2 separate regions of the Gossypium hirsutum genome follow, and region 1 is linked to region 2. A link is a contact called in public Hi-C data. All regions are on one chromosome and are shown on one strand. Each heading gives the region's core, a stretch centred on a gene start, on an enhancer-like site or on the middle of the called end of the contact. The rest is flanking DNA. Distances are from core to core; before and after follow the strand shown. Region 1 has its middle 38 kb from the start of LOC107913565. Region 2 holds the start of LOC107913567 (RNA polymerase sigma factor sigA).

What was found. A called contact is a pair of places that touch in the nucleus more often than the background predicts.
Region 1: a contact with region 2 is called in a Hi-C map of leaf, with 2.8 times the contacts expected there. The contact joins the enhancer-like site here to the promoter of LOC107913567 in region 2. A contact is called at or near these places in 10 of 34 Hi-C or Micro-C datasets (anther, fibers, hypocotyl and 3 more).

Annotation. Positions count from the first base shown.
Region 1 is chrD11:47,998,527-48,001,730 of Gossypium_hirsutum_v2.1, reverse strand. No RefSeq gene overlaps it. Among protein-coding and RNA genes, the nearest start is that of LOC107913565, 38 kb to the left of the region's middle. Within about 2 kb of position 1,525, at least 6 of the 9 cell types and tissues checked have an H3K27ac peak or open chromatin away from gene starts, as enhancers often do. A contact at or near this core is called in fibers, hypocotyl and leaf, where this site is marked.
Region 2 is chrD11:47,933,265-47,936,249 of Gossypium_hirsutum_v2.1, reverse strand. LOC107913567 (RNA polymerase sigma factor sigA) reads left to right here and starts at 1,464. Exons shown (of 10, transcript XM_041104184.1): 1 at 1,464-1,860; 2 at 2,787-2,985. The coding sequence starts at 2,934.

The DNA.
Region 1 (3,204 bases), core at 276-2,775, 65 kb before region 2:
TAGTAATGAAATTTATAATCTAATATTTAAATTTTTTAATGCGCTAAATTTTATTTTATAAACCAACAGTGGAGATTTCCTTTTAATAAAAAAAAGAAAGAAAGTGAATTTAAAGGGTTTGTATGTGTTCTATTATGACAAATGAGATTTGGTTGCGAAGCAATATGTGGTGGTGTATTACACCATGGTGGTTTTGACAGCCATTAAAAATGGTAAGTTAAAAAAGCTAAGTTGGGATTTTGGTAGAGTTTCTTTTTATCTCTAGGAGTCTTTTGCCTAAGTTTATATAGTGAAGGAGGGACTTTACGCATGATTATCTCATGGGATTAAACTATTCTTAGAATCGAGAGAAATCTCTTCTAAAGTGTGCCTGAAGTTAATGTAGTGCAATTGGCATAGGAAATTGGTTATTGAGTAATGAGATGTGGCGTGATATGATTACAGCCCTGAGGGTTAATGATGTTGGATAATATAGGAATATTCTTGGTGAGTTTTTTCTTTCAATGTTGGAAGTGGTCTATTCTTCTGTGACCCCACTATCAGATTGATGATACCTCGAATTGGTTCCTTGTCACGGGTTTTATTTTATCTGTCGGTTTTTAAAGATTTTTCTCCATTATACATTTTTTTTTTGTAAAAATGAGCGTCTAACAAATCATCTAAATTAATCTTACCTCACCTCCTTCACCTTCCTTAATGACATGTTTAAGGTGTATACAATTTTGTGACCTACATCATTCTGGAATCAACACCTTTCAGAAGATTTCTATTTCTCTAGGATGGACTCATTGGAGAGGGGATCGTAGGATTTCCCCTCTAGCGACCTAGTTCAAAATGTGTGCTCACAAGGAATTCAGGGGAGTGTAATAGTTGAATTTGTTACAAGGCACATCACCTTCTTGCCTTCTACAAATCTTGTCACTTTGCCCTTGGAAAGTCAATTGAGGTGGGGGATAAAGCTTAATGGTTGTCTCCTCGTGTTTACCTCTAAACCCCTGTTCATATGGGTGGTAATCTCTCCTTAATCCCTCCTTCCATTTTACCATAGAATCTCTTTCTATTATCAATTTATTTTTCGTTTTCGCATATCGATGCACCTTTTCATAGAGCTGATATAGCTTTTCTATTTTGTGTTTCGTCAAAGCATACTTCAAATGTTCATCATCTACCTTTGCTATAAAAGCTTGGATGACCTACTCGTCTTTAGGCCTTCGATGCCAACATTGGCTGTGTTAACGATGACTGTAAACTTTCAAGCTCTCTTTATCTTTCTATCTCACCCACTTTGTTTATTGAAAAATGCTCATAAATTTGCATGTTAGCTCTCTAAAATCATACATTGACCCTGCTGGTAATGTGGAATTTCATATCCTAGCATAGTCTCGAGTTCATGGAGAACATTTTGCATTTCAGGTCATTTTTCGTGCCCAAGATGTGCATGTAACTATTGTATTGGACTAGGTGGTCCATTGGGTCTTTTCTCCCATCATAATTTCCTTAAGAGGCTTAAAGGGGGTACTAGGTTTCAACTCTTTTGGGCAAAAGGCCTATTTAAGTAGAAGTTCCATTCGGCATCCTTTGACTTCGTCATATGCAAGAGCTTCATCACTTTTTTGAGGCCTCCCTTGACGCCCCTAGTATTTGTGCATATGAAAATTTTGGCTTGCTTGTATATTTATAGAGAAAAAAAATTCAAGTTAGAGTTATAAATTAATAAAACTGGAAGAATTATAGTACAACTATACAATAAAAGAGTGACTGACGGCTTCCTTGGGGGGAGGAAACCCCTAATCTACCCCTCGCTTGTCGAGTTGGGCTAGGGTGATAGGGCAATTCTTTGCCCAAGTTTTTCAAGCTTTCTCTCTTGATTTGGATTACAAACCAAATCTAATGATTTAAATAACTAATTAATTAAAAAATCCAAATTAATTTTGATAAATTAAAATAAATTATTCAACTAATTAAAATTAATAGTGGAGTGCAAATTTTGATTAAAATTGAATTAATTTGTTTAATCCATCAACCACAGAAATTAATTTAGTCAAAAATGGGTTAAAGGTTTTGTGAAAGCTTGGTTATAAGCTTAATATATGAACCGAATGTACTTATATTATTGATATAATAGGCCAAAGAAAAAATTATTATAAAAATAGTGAAATTGAAAAGATGTAGAAAAAAAATTGTAGTATATTCATCTTTATGGAAAGCCCATATATATATATATACATATTTACAAAGTCCAAAGGAGGAAAGAAATAAAATCAAATCAAATCAAATTCTACCGTAGAATTAATCCTGGTTTCATGTACATAATTTATGCCTAAGAATTAGATTTTATATTCTCTAACACTTCTTTTCAAGTTGTAGCATAAATTTTGATCATCCCTAGCTTGTGACAAAGATAGTCAACTTGATTGTCATTCAATGCTTTTGTGAACAAATTTGCAAGTTATTCTCCTATATTCACATAGCCAGTGGGTAATGAGTGGTCTAGAATCTTTTTATGAATGAAGTGACAATCAACTTCAATGTATTTGGTTCTTTTATGGTAGGCTGGACTCGAAGTGATGTTAAGAATGACTTGATTATTGCTCCAAAGTTTTGTTGGTGATGGATGCTCTAGCCTAATTTTAGCTAGCAGATGTTGTATCAACATGATCTCACACATAAGCTGAGTATTGCTTTGTTCTTTGATTCTACATTTGACTAAGATACAACATTCTGCTTCTTGCTCCTCCATGAAATTAAATTTCTGTTAACAAAAAAATGCAAGATCTAGTAGTAGATCTTCTATCACTTTTAGATCCCACTCAATTTTCATAGCAAAACACTCAATGTGAGTATGTCCGTGATTACTATATAATATGCCATATTTAAGAGCTAACATAGTACGTAATATTTAATTGTAGGTGCAGGCATGAATTGGCTAGCAATACTTATTGCAAATGAAATGTTTAGACTAGTCACAGTGAGATGATAATTTAACTTCCCAACTATCCTCTTATACATCCCTTGATCATCAAAGGGATAATTAGAGTACTATAAGGTTTTGTTGCTAGCATTCCCATCTCTGCAAGCAGAGCAAGAACGTACTTCCTTTAAGAGATAAAAACATCTTATAGCTCTTTATTAACTTTATTCCTAAGAAGTACTTCAATTGTCATAAGTCTTTCCTGCTAAATCTGAAGTGCAACAAAGACTTGA
Region 2 (2,985 bases), core at 215-2,714:
GTGCCCATGACAGCAGTAGTGACAGACAACCTCCGATTTTCAATTTATTCGGTCGCGTCGCCTCGCACATCTCCTGGTACAATGTTGCCAACACGGTAGACCCCCAACTAAATTCACCAGTTGCTCGAAAATCAACGAGTTTCAGCAGCCATCTTAGGTGTACGAGGTTTCGTGACAAGTTCGGCATCAGATAACCTCCAATTATCTGAAGAATGTATGCCCGAGCATATCGGATTCTTTCTAGTTCGGTTGAATCATAATCCGGATCAGGGAATATGTCTCGTAACCAGCCCATCTCGATCCGACCTCCGTTAATATTCTCCGGAATAGCACCCAAAAGCTCGTAGCATACCGCTCCCCAATCACCAGATTGAACAGACCCGGTGACTGCGTACCCATCCACCGGCAATCTCAATTGCAAATTGACATCTTCCAAAGTGATAGTGCACTCTTCACATGGAAGATGGAATGTGTGCATCTCGGGTCTCCACCTCTCAATCAACGCACTGATAAGTTTCGAGTCCAACTTGCATCCCCGGCCTACCGTCGTCACGTGCTAAAAACCCGCCTCCCGCAGGTAATTCTCTACCAACGGTGATGGAGGACCATGCATATTACGAATATAGCATTGCAATATCCGATCTATAGACTTTTATAACAAATAATAAAATAATAATTATTTAAAATTGCATAAATAAAAAAATCTTAAATAATATTTAAAAATTAAAGTTAACACTTATCATTTTCATTTGTTCGATGGATATGTGCTTGTCATCAAGACGAATCAATTCTCCGACCATTGCTAAATTGGTACAAATTTTTACGATTTAAAAAAAAATCAAAAAAATAAAATTTAAAACTTTTTTAAAAATAATTAAAAAATTAAAACTCTTTTAAATAGAAATTTGAGAGAAATTTGAGAGAAATTTGAGAGAATATTAGAGAGAAATTGAGAGAAATGATTTAGTTGTGAAGAAAATGAAAGGGGGGTTTATAGTTTTTTTTTATCGTTGGGGGGTCACCAACGGTAAAAAAAGCAGCCATTGCTACTGTTCATGCGCGGGCAAAACGCATCCCCAAGAGAGCGCTTACGTGGCAGGAAAATGCGTCCTTGAGGGAGCGATTTTTGTCCACGTAGGCAAAACGCTTCCTCAAAGACGCGTTTTCCTGCCACGTCCCCTAACATCGCACTGACGTGGATGCGCTTTCGGAGAATTGAGTCATTCCGATAAATAATTATTTACCGGGCCTATTTCGATAAATATTTTTAAAAAAAAACTTTTATATGTAATTTGCCGGCAATACTAAATATTAGTTTAGATAAAAATATAAAAGAAAAGAAAAACGAATTAACGGGAGTGAGGCACACTGTTTGTTGGGGGATGACGTGGAAAGTGGGCCCATCATTCATCGATATTTGCTCACATTTGTTATTAGTTAATTCGTTAGTGGTGCCCAAACCCAACCCATCCTCAAATATATGAAACAGATTAAACCGAGAAAAAAAATCCCCAAAAAGTAAAAACAGAGAAGCGAAATGGAAAGCTATGAACCACTCAAACACCCAATATCTAGTGTAGCCAATGGAATCTATCTTCTCTATATCCTTTATGTCCATTTGGCACCCTTTCTTCTTCAATTTTATCATAAATTAAATCCCAACATAATCACTATATATATATTTACAAATTATTAAATCTAAAAAAGCTTCTAGTTTCTAAAGCAAACTCCGGAATACCGGTTCCAAACTCTTTCCTCTTCCTTTGCTAACTGTTCTACTTTACACTTTGGAACACACGTCTTTCTTTCTTCTTCTTGTTTCTTTCATTTCCTTCTTGTTGTAGCTGGCAATTTTTTAAGGTAAGCTTTTGGTCATTGCCTTTTACAGACCTTGATCTTTCTATCAAGTTTGTTTTGATAAGATGTTCATGTTCGTTTTCTCCCCTTCTCTTACATGGATATGGGTTGTTGTTTTTGTTCATAAACAAGTGAAAAGTACATAATTTAGGTGAAAGAGATAGAAATTTGTTCCATTTACAGCTATAAGTTTGCTATGTGTTTGCATAAATGACTGAACTTTGTGATCATAATTCAATTTAATAATAAACAAATTTTTGTGAACATGGATATGGGTTGTTGTTTTTGTTCATAAACAAGTGAAAAGTACATAATTTAGGTGAAAGAGATAGAAATTTGTTCCATTTACAGCTATAAGTTTGCTATGTGTTTGCATAAATGACTGAACTTTGTGATCATAATTCAATTTAATAATAACAATAAAACTTGGGTTCTGCTTAAAAATTAATTTTCTTTGTTGTGGAGACATCCAAGTTAGAAGATATTTCTTAAGATTAGGTGGTTTACAAGCTTAAAAATATAAGTTTTAGAGGAAGATTGAGCATAGAAGAATGAATTAGTTTTTGTGTTTCAAATTTCCAGATTCTTTGTTATTTATAACTAGTTTCAGATCTTGAAGTATCAGTCATTTAATGCTTTAAAATACTTCAAATATCAAACCATTTGTTGTTGTGTTCACATGGTTGTAGGATTCTCATACAATTAGGGGTTTTTTTAAAAAAGATTTTGGTCAAACCATCATGAGCTACATCTTTCCGGGATTTACTTGAACTAGATAAAACCTTGTGTTACTGATTGGGAAAAACCAACCTTTTTCATTCCTTTACTTGTTTCATTTATTTATCTATCTATTTTAGTTTAGTTTCTCATTGCCATATAGTTTATGTATATGAAATAAATAATCCTAGCTTCTTTTACCCTCTTTGTAGCAGTGTCATACAGGAGATTTAGAGTACAAGAGGAGAATATTTTTGTTTAGCTTAGTCGCCTACGGGATATAACGGCTGAATTGTTTTAATTTTGACAAGCGTGCTAAATTGTGTGATGGTAATTGTATCAAAGTGAGAAGAATCTGTATGATGGCCACTGCTGCTGTGATTGGACTTAGCACTGGAAAGAGACTCTTGA